Linked DNA regions of Mus musculus: region 2 is linked to region 1. The links are chromatin contacts, called in public HiCAR-type maps. All regions are on one chromosome and are shown on one strand. The core of a region is the stretch at or near the end of the contact, and the rest is flanking DNA. Distances in the headings are between cores, read along the strand shown. Region 1 holds the start of Rgl1 (ral guanine nucleotide dissociation stimulator,-like 1). Region 2 has its middle 48 kb from the start of Apobec4.

The links. HiCAR-type assays count read pairs that join an accessible place to other places.
Region 2: a HiCAR-type map of fibro-adipogenic progenitors shows a contact between it and region 1, with 2.4 times the contacts expected there. The contact joins the enhancer-like site here to the promoter of Rgl1 in region 1. A contact is called at or near these places in 4 of 484 Hi-C or Micro-C datasets (the C10 cell line, embryonic fibroblasts, nephron progenitors and 1 more), 8 of 115 datasets of contacts at active chromatin or transcription factors (the 230-238 cell line, the NIH/3T3 cell line, bone marrow-derived macrophages and 3 more) and 2 of 9 other capture datasets (adipose tissue and embryonic stem cells).

What each region holds. Positions count from the first base shown.
Region 1 is chr1:152,623,858-152,626,755 of GRCm38.p6, forward strand. Rgl1 (ral guanine nucleotide dissociation stimulator,-like 1) reads right to left here and starts at 1,360. Exons shown (of 18, transcript NM_016846.4): 1 at 1,127-1,360; 2 at 1-71. The coding sequence starts at 1,153.
Region 2 is chr1:152,701,578-152,704,475 of GRCm38.p6, forward strand. It overlaps a transcript of Rgl1 not described here. Among named protein-coding and RNA genes, the nearest start is that of Apobec4, 48 kb to the right of the region's middle. Within about 2 kb of position 1,539, at least 20 of the 459 cell types and tissues checked have an H3K27ac peak or open chromatin away from gene starts, as enhancers often do. A contact at or near this core is called in adipose tissue, fibro-adipogenic progenitors and heart atrium, where this site is marked.

The sequences.
Region 1 (2,898 bases), core at 110-2,609:
TGGACTCTTTTGAGGGTGACATGGTAAACAGCTCCTTCCTCTACCTCTTCACCCCAGTCCTGAATCGAGCTCTGCCAGGGACAGGATAAAAAGAAAGAAAAAGAGGGTCGTAGTGTGTGTTGTTGTTTTCTTCCCCCTTGGCTAACCACAATCTATCCCAGCTGCTTCCCTGCTTACAAAGGCTCTCCAAGCCTTTGAGTAAATCCTCCAAACAGAGCAACACAGGACACCCTGCAATAGGCAAGGCTGAGATTTTCTTGGCTGGCAGCCTTTTCCTGCGGTATCAGGAGCCTCCGACTTCTCCCTTCTCTGGTCAGTTACTTTTCCTAACCTAGCCACGTATCTTAAATCATCTTTTCAAGTTTTTTTTTTTCCTTCTTAAGGAAACTGTGGTTTAGTCCTGATCAACTCTGTCCACTTAAGTGAAAGGAAAAAATAACTCATTTGCAAAAACAAGAGTTTATACTTCTCAAAGTACACAAACATTTGAGCAATGTCGATGTTAAACTCCCTCAAACAAGTGTTTTAATACCAAGAGCCCTCTTTGGGAAGTGAAGTTGTACCTCTTTTTCTCCTCTTACTATTTTGAAACCCAAAAAAAAGTTATGTGGGGTATGGAAAGTTTTTATTTCCAGAAAGAAAAAAGGAAAAGAAAAGAAAAGAAAAGAAAAGAAAAGAAAAGAAAAGAAAAGCCCCTCTGGCAAGTGCCGAGAAAGCAAAACATCTTCATGCAGCTTCCACTGAAATTTACACAGCGACCCCCTGGATAGCCATGTCGCCAGCTAAACCTCGGATCTGTGTTAAAGGGCTGCCGCTGGGAAGCAGAGCGCGGCGCCGCTCCCCCAGACTGAGTTCTGTCCTTTCCAAGTTCTGCTCTCCTGACACGCATCTGCCTGTCCCAGACACCCCGCAGGCGATGCCTGAGAACACAGGCATCGTTTCTAGGGAGAAGAGGCACAGAGAGGGGAAGGACACAAAGCAGAATGAGAAAGCTCCTCTTAGAGAGTGGGGTCCGGGTGGCTCTGATCAGTTAGACAGTGCTCCAACAACCCGGCCCGAGAAAGCGGGAGATGGGACGAGTCCCCCAGCAGAGAAGCGTCAGGGGAAGGCGGGGAGCTGGCGTTACCATTTTAGCTTGCCAAAGTAATTTCATTCTCAGTTTTCTTTCCGGCACACGGACGCTGCATGGTGCGCCCTGCTCCGAGGCGGTCGGGGCGTCTCTCTGGCCCGGCTCCGGGTCCCCGCGCTTCCCACGCGCCTTGCTGCCCGACTGCCGCCGCCGCCGCCGCGCGCGACCGGGCCACAAAGGAGCGCCGGCCAGCGAGCAGGCAGCCCGGGAGCCCGCGGCAGCAGACTCCTCCCCGCCGCTCCGTGATGTCAGGCTTTCCTGTTTGTGCTTGTGAGCGCACTCTCCCTTTCGGAAGCCCCGCGGATCAAGGGAGCAAGCAATCGTTTCTCCAGCTCAGAGTGGTGGGGAAACGATGCTTTCAAGTAGACCGCTTCATCGGGGTTTCCTGGTGGCCACCAGGTGACAAAATAGAACCATGTGTGCCATGGGACATGTGCGCAGCCTCCGTCTGCTTTACTGAAGGAAACTGTTAGGGATTAGGGATTCTTGTGTGATCTGCTTGCTATTTGGAATTTACAGCAATTAAATCAGAGTCCCCTCGATTTGGGGGGAAGATTTTCATTAGGATAAAGTCAAAAGCTATCTGGGTATCTAAAAACCGTGCCCAGCGGCTCTACCCTGCCCCGCACCTGCAACTGCCTGGACTTGTTCCTACTGCCCACTCTTGTTTGTGGCTTTCTTGCTTTTTTTTTCTTTTTTTTAAACAAAAGGTGGTCCTGGCTAGCCTTGAACACTTAGAACTTTTCTGGCAATCCTCCTGCCTCTGTCTCTTGAGTGCTGAGATTACAGGCATGCATCAACTCCACCACCCAGTCTGATAAGGCTTACTGGCTACTGCTGGTGAGAGCAGAGAGTTTTGCAGGATCTGACAGTTTGTGACAGAGGCCATAAGTGGTCCTAGGGGTTTCTGGAGCCTCTGTGAGTAGCCATGGGGGGTGTGCACTGTGGGGACACAGAGGGATAATCACTGTAGGGAAAGCCTTTCAAAGGACAATGCTGAAAAGAATTTTATCTTAACACAATAGTCTGTGGGGGACAATACATTACACTTTAAAAGATCTAGTTTCAATAAATCAACAGCAAGAGATAGCCCATAGTCAGGTAGCCAAACTGTACCTGTCAGAACTCCACACCAATTACAAAAATGTCATGTTTTACACATGTCAAACTGAAAAGGACCTCCTCCAGATTGCTGTGCTGAGCTTTGGTTAGTACTGAATATACCATGAGCTGAAAAGTTAGGCAATCAGTGCACTGATGTCTCCAGAAGGGCATCAGAAATGACAGAGGCTACACCAAGCAAGCAAAGGATCTCTGCACACTGAAGGATGTCTTCAAGTCAGTCAAACGCTCCTCATAAAGACCCATGCTTCAGGAGTTCAAGACTGTAGAGAGAATGATCTTTTACAACCAAAGTGGATGTTTCTATAATTTAAATATTAAACACACATACACACACACACACACACACACACACACACACACACACACACACATTCCTTCTGCTGTGCTCAGTACTCAGAACAGAGTGTCCCAGGAGCCAGAGGGAAAACATGTGGCGGCCCTACCTCAGGCTTCTTATCTGCCTCAGGGCCCCAGGTCACACCTAGATGAGTCTCCTTGGTGATTCTGAAGACCTCAAGAGGCAGCCCAGGACAGATGAGCAACACTTCAGTTAATTTCACCACCGCTGTAACCTAATCTGTGCTGCAAGTTTTAAGACTGTTGAAAAACTTCTTCACAAAAGCAGTTTCTTCTCCAGAAATTCC
Region 2 (2,898 bases), core at 289-2,788, 78 kb after region 1:
TAACGTTAAGTTAGAGATCCCTTCTCACTAAGCCACTCCGGGTGTTTCCCGAACTCTTTAAATGTACGCCAGAGTTAGCTCTAGGGCTTGAGGTGCAGTGGTGAATAACCTGTACAGACGGTCTTCATTCCGATGCGTCTTCCACTCAGACTGCTACAGGGAAAACTCTAACCTAATGACCTCCACACAACAGAAACTTAGTTTTCACAGTTCTGGTAATGGGAAGTCTAAAGTCAAGGCAGATTTGGTGTCTAATGGTCTGCTTCATAGATTGTACCTTCTGCCTAGGTCTTCTCAGAGTGAAGGCAAGAGGGACCTTTCAGGGGCCTTTTTCATAGGGACCGTCACCATTCATAAGGACTCTGCTCTCGGGATTTATTTAGCCCCCAACAACCCCATCTCCAAACGCTATTAGGATTAGGTTTCAATACACAAATTTTGCGAAGTCACAAACATAATCTGAAGCATGTAGAAACCACAGCGAAGAGGAAAATTCACCTCTTACCCTAGGATTAGATAAGACTACAACCAGAACAGTCATTTGAAAAACTCAGTGTGCTAGACTTCTAGTTTTGTCTTGGTTTTGTTTTTTTTTTTTTAAATAAAGGCAAAATTGTTTTTGTTTTGTTTTGTTTTTTCAAAAAAAGGTCCATTACCATCCAGTCACCAAAAGACAACTATGTATGCCACAGATCAGATGAAGTGGCCAATGACAACTGATACAAATTACAGTCTCACAGTTGCTTTGCTCACCAGGATGGACAGCGTGACATTCCTGAAAATCTTTAATACTTTGCAGTGGCAAAACAACCCAATAGAGACTTCTCAGTTTCTTATAAACTCCCATCCTGCTGAGTGTGGTGGCGCACGCCTTTAATCCCAGCACTCGGGAGACAGAGGCAGGTGGATTTCTGAGTTCGAGGACAGCCTGGTCTACAGAGTGAGTTCCAGGACAGCCAGGGCTATACAGAGAAACCCTGTCTCAAAAAAAACTAACTAACTAACTAACTAACTGGATAGATAGATAGATAGATAGATAGATAGATAGATAGATAGATAGATAGATAGATAAACTAACTCCCATCTAAGCCAAGACTACCACAAATATTTCCTCATTTAGGACTAGTATGTTTTAAGAACTGGAACTGAATCTAAATCTACCCTCCTCCCAGCTCCAATTATTCTTGCTGCTGACCAGCCTCGGAAGCACTGAAGGCAGAAATGAACTGAACTCTACGCCCTACCAAGTCAGCTTCCTTATCCCACAAACCAGTCATCCCAGGAAAACATGCTAGCCCCAAGCCTCAGCAACATAAAAGAATATGGTGCACTGATGCTGACAGTGTGAAAGAGCAGGAGTCATTCATTCCTGGTCACATGAATATACTCTCTCGCTCGCTCTCCCTCCCTCTCTCTAGCCCACATGGAGAGTTCTGAAGTCAGAGCATTAAATCACCAGCAGGAGTTATTTCAGCTGAACTAAAAGTGAACCACTTACAACCCAGGGCTCTCCTCTGGCCACTGCCGTCTCCCTCCCCGTTAGAGTTGACAATGGCAGGCTGTCAAGTGACTACATCAGGGTTCCTCCCGCTGTCTTGGGCCTCACACTGCAGCTTTACAAAGATAAAATAATAACTATGTGTCAATCAGGCTGTCTTAAATGAGCTCTGTGTAATATCTGTCAAGGCCCCTCCCAGGCCAGTTCCAGCCAGGAAATCACTAGCGCCCAGGGATGGCTGACAGTTTGGGCAGCACCCCTCACTAGGTTTCCTGGTGAATAGTTCTCTCATTTCCGTGACTCTTTACATTTGGAAAATGCTTTGTGACAATTTTAATTATAAGATTTGGGGTACTTTAATCCCCATAACCTATGTAATAAATCTTATTTTATAAATGAGAAAACATATTCAATACCATGAGGCAGCATTGGTGACTGACTCTGCACTCTGAAGAAGTAAGTGTCATCACAGATCATATCTGGGGGGTCATCAAGGGTATCAACTGTGAAAGCTTTTTGCACCTCCTCTGCAACACCCTCCCATCCTCCAAAGTTTGGCCAACACTGTGGCTCTTGAGAGGACCTGGTGGGTTTATCTGGCACAGCACCCAGGCAAAGCTCAGTGTGCTGCTGAATCGCACTGAGCACAGCAGGTTCCAAACAAAGAGGATACCTCAGATAATCATAACACGATGCAAAATGGATTCCCCTGCACAGCCTGCCACAGGAATTCCTAAAGGTCCCATTCACCGTAATGACTGTGAGTGGGGTTGGGGTACCCAGCCAGAATAGACTGGAACATTCCATTGCTCTCTGAGATGCTTCCCTGTCAGGCTCATATACAACCCCAACACCCACTGAGTGCAGTGGGTGACGGAAGAACGGGAGGGCATCCAGAAACTTCACTGGAGCTGGGAGTGGTTGCAGTCCCAATGGACAAATGTTCAATTAACTATAAATCCAGGGGCAGCTCAGGGGAGACTGATAGATAGCTCTAGAATCTGGACTTCACAGTTTAGGGCCTCTTCCAACTGAAGAGGCTGACTGGAACCAAAGTGGACAGACTGAGGGACTAACCAGAAAGCCGCTCTCTCCACGTGGCACTGTTTGCATTTCCTGGAGTCCAAGGAGACTGTATGAAGAGTAATTCAGCCCTGAGACGTTTCCTGTAAATCTGTCCAGGAGAGCTGACTCAGCAAGAGCCTGTGTGATCAACCTCCAGGAACAAGTGTTTAGGATAAAATCAAAGAAGGCCCCGAGAAGGCACAACTGCAGCCCAGAGGGAGAAGATGTGTGAACACGCCACACAGTGTCAAAGGCCAGGATGGAACTGGAGCCCAGACAAACAGCACCCAGTTAAACCCCTTTCCTGCTAGTCACCCACTTCTCAGATCCTGGGA